Linked DNA regions of Capra hircus: region 1 is linked to region 2. Evidence: chromatin contacts called from public Hi-C data. All regions are on one chromosome and are shown on one strand. The core of a region is the stretch at or near the end of the contact, and the rest is flanking DNA. Distances in the headings are between cores, read along the strand shown.

Region 1 (3,870 bases), core at 115-2,614, 400 kb after region 2:
CTAGGTGCTGGAGGAGAGGGGGGCTACCATGGAAAGGGCTTAAAAATCCAGGACCTGGGATTCATGGAGGTGTGGTCTCAGGGTGCCGAGGGCCAGGCTGAAATGATAAGGAGGGCTGCCTCAGACAGGATTGAGAACCTGTGAAAGTCTGTCCTCCACAGGAAGCCCTCCTCTCCAGAATCTGCTCCCTAGCACACTGCTAGCTGAAGTCCTTGAAGGGGGACTGGGCTCACAGACAGAGTGAGAGGGGGGAGCTGAGAAAAGGGGAGCGGTAGAAGCCAGGAGACTGGGGAGGCAGACCCAGAGGCTAGAGACACAGCGAGATGCAGGGTGAGAACAAGGCTCAGGGACTGTCCGCAGAGACAGAAAGAATGGCAGCAAGAAACAGGAGGAAAGAGATCAAAGGAGGTAGTCTGGGTGTCTGAAAGGCAGAGAGGAGTCCTGGGTACCAGGCTCCAGAATGGGTGGAAGGGCGGCCAGCACTGTGGTAAGCAGGAAGGGGCGGCTTCAACTGCGGGGGTCAGACCAGGCCGCCCCAGCTCAGAACTTCATTCTGGGAGAGGGGGCAGCTGGGAGGGGATGCGGGAAGGAAGGTAGAGAGAGGACCCTTCCCACCGCTGTCTCCCCCTTCTCCTCCTAGGGGGGACCCCTCAAGTGGCTGTGGCTGCGCCCCTCCTCCCCCAGAGCAGACACACACCTGACAGTCCTTTCCTTCCCGAGGGAAGAGGGAAGCCGGAGGGAAGCCAGGGACCTGGGAGGGAGGCGGGACGAAGAGAAGGTAGGGGATAGGGGAGTGAGAAACAGGATAGCGGGAAGGGAAGAGGAGAGGAGGGGAGAGGGAGGATCGGGGAGAGGAAGGAAAGCGGGAAAAGGAAGACAGGAAAGGAGAGAAAGGTGAAGGAAGAAAAAGGCGAAGAGGAAGGGGAGATGGAGCAAGACAGGCAAGAGGGAGAGAGAAGGGTTGGGGAGACAGGGAAGGGGCAGAAAAAGCAAACAGGCAGAAGAGGAGGCAGAATGAAGAGAAATCGAGGGAGAGGAAAATGGGAAAAAGAGGAAAAGAGGTGCGAGGGAAGAAGGGAAAGCGGTAGAGCGCGGGAGAAGGGAGCCGGCAGTGGCTCCCAGCCGCGGAGCGCACCGCTCGCCGCTCTGAAGACACCCGCAGGCTGCGGGCCCCCTGCTGCCCCTTCGCGGATTCCCGACCGTGGGCTCCAGGACAGGCGCCCTTACCTGGCAGTGCCTAGGGGCCCAGCTTGGCGGGGAGCGCTCCCGCCCGGCCCCGTCGCCGGGTCCCAGGGGCGCAGCCCCGAGCCGATCGGAGCGGGCGCCGCGGCTCCGCTGCAGGTCTGAGCGGCCCCGGCGAGAACAAGGGAGCGAGACGGAGGGGGCGGGGGAAGGAGGCTCCGCCTGAGGAGGAGCGAGGCGGCTCCGCGCCGCGCGGGAGAGGAGAGCCCAGCCTCCGACCCTCCCCGGCCAGCCCGGGCCGCGCGGCGAGGGCGGGGGCGGCGCCTGGTGCCCGCCCCCTCGGCGCTGCTGGCCGCCGGGCGCATACAGATGCGGCGCCCCTCCCGGGCCGGGCCCGCAGCGCCCTGAGGGGCACTCGGGTGGGAGTGCGTCCAGGCCGTTTCCGAAGAGCTAGCGGGGAGGGCGCATCGCGGGGCGCGAAGAGGCCCGCAGCCGGACGAAGGGCGAGCGCACGGGGAACCCGGGAGCCTGGAACCCACTGCGGAGGCCCGGCTCGCCGCTCCCGAACCGGCCTTGGGAACTGCGGAGGACCTCGGCCGTGAGGCGGCATTTTGGGAACCTGTGGAGGGCAGGGTAGCGGGCCGGCTGGGGGCCTTAAGCACGGCTGACGGGTCCAGGGAGTCCGCGGACTGGGCCCAGGGAACAAACAGGTCAGGGACCGAGGCAAGACATCCGCGGGAGGGCACGGAGCCTTTTTGGGAAGCTCGTTTACAGAAGCCTACTGAGCGAGCTGCTGCCGCCCCCTGGTGGCAGTTATGGGAAGACCTTGAAGGTGGTGAGCAGGTGACCAACTGCCTCTAGCAACAGGACAGGACCGTCATCTTCCAAGGGGGTCTTCCTCACTGTGGGGAGGGGGGAAGCCGCACAGCTGTGGTGTGGTCAGAGCCGAGGCCGGGATGGAGGCGGGGTGGGGAGTCCCCTCTACGGGAAGGAGCAGCCTAAGCGTATGGAATGCAAGTAATGCTGGCTGCACTTAACAGGAGACAGCCTCCACTTCAATTTGGCTCTCACCCAGGCCCTGGCCAAGGAAAGCCACTCAATCACACACTAGTTAAAACTAAGTCAGATTTTTATTATTTTCCATAGACCACATCATTTAATAATAAAAAAAATAAAAATAAAAATTGAACAAAAGGAAAAGGTGGATATAAAGTGGAACCGGTGGGCAGGAGCCAAAGGCTGCAGGACAGAAGAGACTGGGAACTGCAGGGGCCCTGGGACTCAGGAGGAGATGCTGATTCAGCTCATAGGTGACCCAGTCCTGGCCCCGGCTGTTCCCAAAAGGGGGGTTCGAGTACCAGAGGTGGTGAGTAGGATGGAGGAAAAAACAAGGGAGGTTTGGGGCTCCTGGCTGTTCCCCACTTCTCAGCCAATACCTCCCTCCCTAACTTAGCTCTTCCCTCTCACAGACTTCACTGGAAATGAGAGGAGAGGGCTGAGTCCTAAGAGACAGATTATGGAGGTGGGGTAGGGGTGGGAAGGTGGCCACTGCTCCATGTGGTATTTGGGGACAGGTGGCAGCCAGACTCAGCACTGGGCAAATGGTGTGAACGACCCTGGTTCCAGGGTGGTGGAGATTGTACCTATCCCTCTGTGGCCTTGAACCCACCCTGGGGGAGGGTGGCCCATGCCTGCAGCTCTCCCTAGTGTCTTCCCAGCTAGCGGCGCCCGCCCCGGTCCCGCACAGGTGTGCTCCTGCTCCGGCTCCTACTGTGGCGCTTGGTGTCTCTGCGGTCCCTCTCCCTGCCTCGTTCCCGCTCCCTGTCCCTCTCCCGATCTCGATCCCCCCTGTCCCGCTCCCGGTCCCTCTCTCTCTCCCTGTCCCTCTCTCGGCTGTGTTCTCGACGCTTCTCTCGCTCCAGCTGCCGGGTCCGTTCCCGCTCCGCCTCCTTCTCCCTCTCCTTCTGCTCTTCTTCTTCTTGCTCCTTTCGCCGCTTCTCCCGCTCCTTGGCCCGTTCAGCCCGCTCTGCCTCCTTCTGAACAATCTGTAGCAGGCAGGGAAGGTAGAGAACAGGCATCTCAACCCCGTTCACACCAGTCCCACCTGGTCCCCCTGGCTCCTGGACCCTGCACTCCTAGCTCAGGATCACTGTCCGCCTTGCTGTTACGCAGGAAGGGGGAGGGCCCAGCAGTCACACCTGTCCTTGTCTCAGAGCCCCAAGCCCTCCCAGTTTTCACCTGTTACAGCACCATCCATGTCTGGCCTCTAGTATTTCCCAAGCTACTTAGCGGTGAAAAAATTCTCTATTTTCTTCAGTGGAGTAGCATAAGCCTAAGATTCCCAAAAGGCCCATCAAGAAAAAAGCCCCATTAAAAAAGCTAAAATCCCTAGAAAGGAAAAAGCAGAAAAATGGCTGAGTTTATAAAACACAAATTTTTCAGCTAACTAAAATCAACTTCCAAGAAGTGTGGCTGGCACACCCAGTTTGGATACACACACAAAGTTCCAATCTCCATGTCTACCTTCTACCTTTTTGGGTCTGGCTTCTCTAGGGCACAATCAACTGGGTCTTGAAACTACCTCTTTCCATGATGCTTAGCCTCTGCCTTATTATCCTAAGCCGACAGGATACCGAGGCCTACTCTCTCCCACAGTCACATGACTCTGCCCTCTGTGCCCCCTAGCCT
Region 2 (3,801 bases), core at 309-2,808:
AGCAAGTGAACAAATAAATGAGGCAGGGGGCTCTGGAGGCACTGGGGAAGGAGCGAAGACGTATATGTATATGGTGGGGTGAGGGAACATAAGAGAAAGGAAAACAGGGATTAATAGACGAGGTGGCCCAGTGAGCCACATTTTCACAATTTGTGTATGTGTGGTCGCTCAGTGTTGTCTGACTCTTTGCAACCTCATGGACTATAGCCTGCCATGCTGTCCATGGGAGTTTTCAAGCAAGAATACTGGAGTGGATTGCCATTTCCTACTCCAGGGGATTTTCCTGACCCAGAGACTGAACCCGAGTCTCCTGCATTGGCAGGCAGATTCTTTACCGTTGAGCCTCCTGAGAAGGCATTTCATAATTTAGCCAAGAGCTAAGAGTAACCTGTCAGGAACTATCAGGAAAAGCAGAACCTGAGTGATGGTCCCTTGGCCAGAGCAGCCTCGGGTGGGCACTCATCCAGAGCCTGGGGGATGGGAAAGCACCCAGGGCTTCTAGGAATCAGCCCTCCTGTTACTGAAGGGCCACACCCAGGTCCAGGGCTGCAGGTGGCCTTACCATTCACCTCACTTTCTCCACAAGTCCTGTCTTAAAATTCTCTCTCCATCTACCTCTGGGAGCAACCTGTGGGAAGAAGAGCTTCTGACTGATGGGTGGGTCTGGGGAGGTCTGCAAGCCCCGGTCACTGTCACTCTGTTAATGAGCACACTGAGAAGCCAGGAGGCTGGCAGGTGGGTGCCCTGCCACCTGGGATTCAGGCCTAGTTTCACCCAGACACACACATGAGTAAGGTTTCCTCTGAGTATCACACTGAGAGCTATATTTTGAAATTAATAAGCAGGTCAGACATTGAGTCAGTAGCCAGATGTAGGACAGGAAGTGGAAAAAGTCTCCCACTTCCGTGCAGGTGTTTGGGGGGGGCTTGGGGCGGCCCCTCCCATTTCCATGACGTCATGGCTGCCGCGAGGGGCAAGTGGGGCACCCTTTGAAGCTCTCCCACAGAAGCCACATCCTCTGGAAAAAACGAGTTAAAAATACCGAGTTAGAGATAGCATCACCCCAGGCCACGTGCCGGGGCCGGGAGGGCCGGGCCGTTACACCACCACGACCGCAGGTGCGACAGGAAGGCGGCGAGCTGGGAAGGGCCGGCGGGGCCCTGGCGGCGGCACCCACGCCCACGGCAGGCAGGGCGGCTGCGCACCCCACAGCGAGAAGTACCCCCGCCCCGCCTATCGCCCCCTCCCCCCAGCCAAGTCCTAAGATCAAACCTTGATCTCACTCGATCACACCATTTATTTATGCTGACAGGCCCTCTAGGCTTCTGTCCAGCCCGCCCTCCCCGGGAGGTGTGGGCACATCTCCCCCTCCTATGCACGGCTGGAGCTGGTTCTCCAAGGAACCGCTCCAGGTCAGGGTTGAAGTGCAAGATGATGGTCTAGAGGGACATCTGGCTCTCAGAAGCCAAGGAGACCAGGATTCGGGAGGCCGGGAGATGGAGAGCCACAGAAGGACCATGGGAACCTGAGACCTGAAGACCGCGGGGTTTGGACGTCCGGCTCTGTGGTAGTGTCCCAGCCACCCACCTGGGGGCAGCAGAGCTCCACCAAAGAGGCCTCTTCTCCCTTAATCCGCTTCTTTTGAGGAAGGAAAACCCCCAAACGCTTAAGAAAATGTCTTTTCAAAGGTAAATAAAAGGACAGGAGACTTCCTTCCAGGAGCCGAGCCCCTGCCCTTTGTCCATCACTGACCTGGGCTCCTGCCCGGGTGATCCTGTCACATCCCTTGGAGGAGAGAGAGTGTAGGGTCTGGCCCCGTAGACAGCAGGGGGCGCTACCTGCCCAGGATCACGAGGCTCCTTCATCCAGAGCACTAGATAGGAGCCCCCAGGGAGTGGGTGGCGCAGTCCCCTGGGAGCCGGGAGAGAGCTTTGGATTCAGAATCAGGGAGCCTGGGCTGGCCACCAGGATCCACCACTACCTCCTGCCCTTTGGGCATCTCACTAACCACCCACAGCTTCAGTTTCCCAATGGGATCAGTGCTCTCTCACAGGGTAGTTTAAGAACCAAGGCTGCTCTCACAGTGCATACCTGCCAAGTGCAGACACAGGCCAGGCCCCAGGGATTCAGGCTCTGTACAAACTATAGGACTCCACACAGATGAAGCTCAAGAACAAGCAAAACTAATCACCAGCGACAGAAATGGGAACAGTGGATGCCTCTGGGGTACAAGGACTGGCTGGAAAGGGGCCCCAGGGAAGCTTCCAGGTGGTGGAAATATTCTGCATCTTGATTTGGGTGATTTACACAGGTGTAGAGACATGTCAAAATAAGCCCAACTGTACACATAAGATTTGTGCATTTTAGCACAGGTAAATTATACAGTAAAGTACTGTTCCTATTAACACATGCACAGTTTCAGCATAGTAAACTGAATGCACATTTTAAGGGAATGCCTAGAAAATTGAACAGAGACCCTGCCTGGGGGTCGGTAGAGCTAGGTCAGGCTGGACCACCACGCTGAGATAAAAGTGGGGCTGCTGCTTCACCAGTGTGTCTCTGTTGCCCACAGTAGACAGGCATTTCTCCCCTCATTATGCCCCAGGAGCTTCTGGTTTCACCATCATATTCATTTTCTTTCCCCCTCCATGGCTTCCAGAAGAGCTTGAGGGAGGAGAAATTACAGCTATGGGAGGCCCTGGCAAGGCTGCAGCCAATTTTCAGAACAAAGCCGGCCCTCCCGGCCCCAAGGCACTCCAGGCTGCCCACTCTGCTCTTTGCAACACCCCTGAACACTCTTGCTTTTTATCTCCCCTCTCACCCTCTGGGGGCCTCTCTGCTTTCAAAACGGCCCCCTTGGGGATTCCCTGGCAGTCCCCAGTTAGGACTCTGCCTTCCACTGCAGGGGGCATTGGGTTCAGTTCCTGGTCGGGGAACTAAGAATCCACACGCCATACGGCACAAGCCTCTCCCCCAAAAGGGGCCCCCAGGAGCTAGAGGCAAAGTCTGATGAAAGTAGACCACCCCCAATGGGTCGTTTCTCTGGGCAGCCCTCATCCCAAGCCAGAACACCACACATCATCCCAGAGGGGTCTCACCACCTTTGGGAAAAGGGCAGCCCGTTCTCACTGTTTGTTTTGGAAATGTAGGCACACTCCCATTCCAGAGGCAATAGGATCCAGGGGAGAGAGCCCTTCTGTTGTCAGATTCTTTAAAAATCCCCCCGAGAAGCAGAAAGCGTGCTTGTCTATCCTTTTCCTGAGCCACCCACACAGAATTCAGCCAAGGAGGGAAAAAGGGACGATTAGGGAAAGAGCATATAAATGTGAGACATGGTTGGCAGGACTTCAGAGAGTTTGAGTAGATGAAGGACTGTGGTTCAGAGAGTGGTCAGCAACTGGTCTCCATCTCATGCTTCTAGCGTTGATGGGAGGAAACTGGGCTAACATGAAACAGGAGTTTTTTCCAGTGGAGACAGTGAGACACTATTTTTAGCAAACTCTAGGGAGGCCTTGCCTCTCCTTGCTGACCCAAGTTATTCCAGAGATTTACCGGGGGACGTGGGTGAGGCAACATCCTTATCTGGAATCTTTATGAAGAATAGCGTGTCTGTGCAACACCAAAGCAAACATGATCTGGCTTTGACCTTCACAGGAAAGCCAAGCAGTAGGCAGGGTATGGTCCCTCCCTTTCACAAATGGAGAAAGGTGAAGTGGCTCACTTGCCATCACAGTGAATGAGGCCCACATCAGCGCTAGTGGACGCCCAAATCGCAGGTGGCTCCAGATACAGCCATCACAG

What was found. Hi-C and Micro-C count contacts between places; a contact is called where the count stands out from the background.
Region 1: a contact with region 2 is called in a Hi-C map of blood, with 2.5 times the contacts expected there. The contact joins the promoter of CDH24 here to the enhancer-like site in region 2. A contact is called at or near these places in 2 of 5 Hi-C or Micro-C datasets (both in blood).

Annotation. Positions count from the first base shown.
Region 1 is chr10:79,623,556-79,627,425 of ARS1.2, forward strand. It overlaps CDH24 (cadherin-24), which reads right to left and starts at 1,365. Exons shown (of 13, transcript XM_005685346.3): 1 at 1,228-1,365. ACIN1 (apoptotic chromatin condensation inducer in the nucleus) reads right to left here. Exons shown (of 19, transcript XM_018054585.1): 19 at 2,294-3,227. The coding sequence ends at 2,901.
Region 2 is chr10:79,222,368-79,226,168 of ARS1.2, forward strand. No RefSeq gene overlaps it. Among named protein-coding and RNA genes, the nearest start is that of ABHD4, 29 kb to the right of the region's middle. Within about 2 kb of position 1,559, at least 5 of the 5 cell types and tissues checked have an H3K27ac peak or open chromatin away from gene starts, as enhancers often do.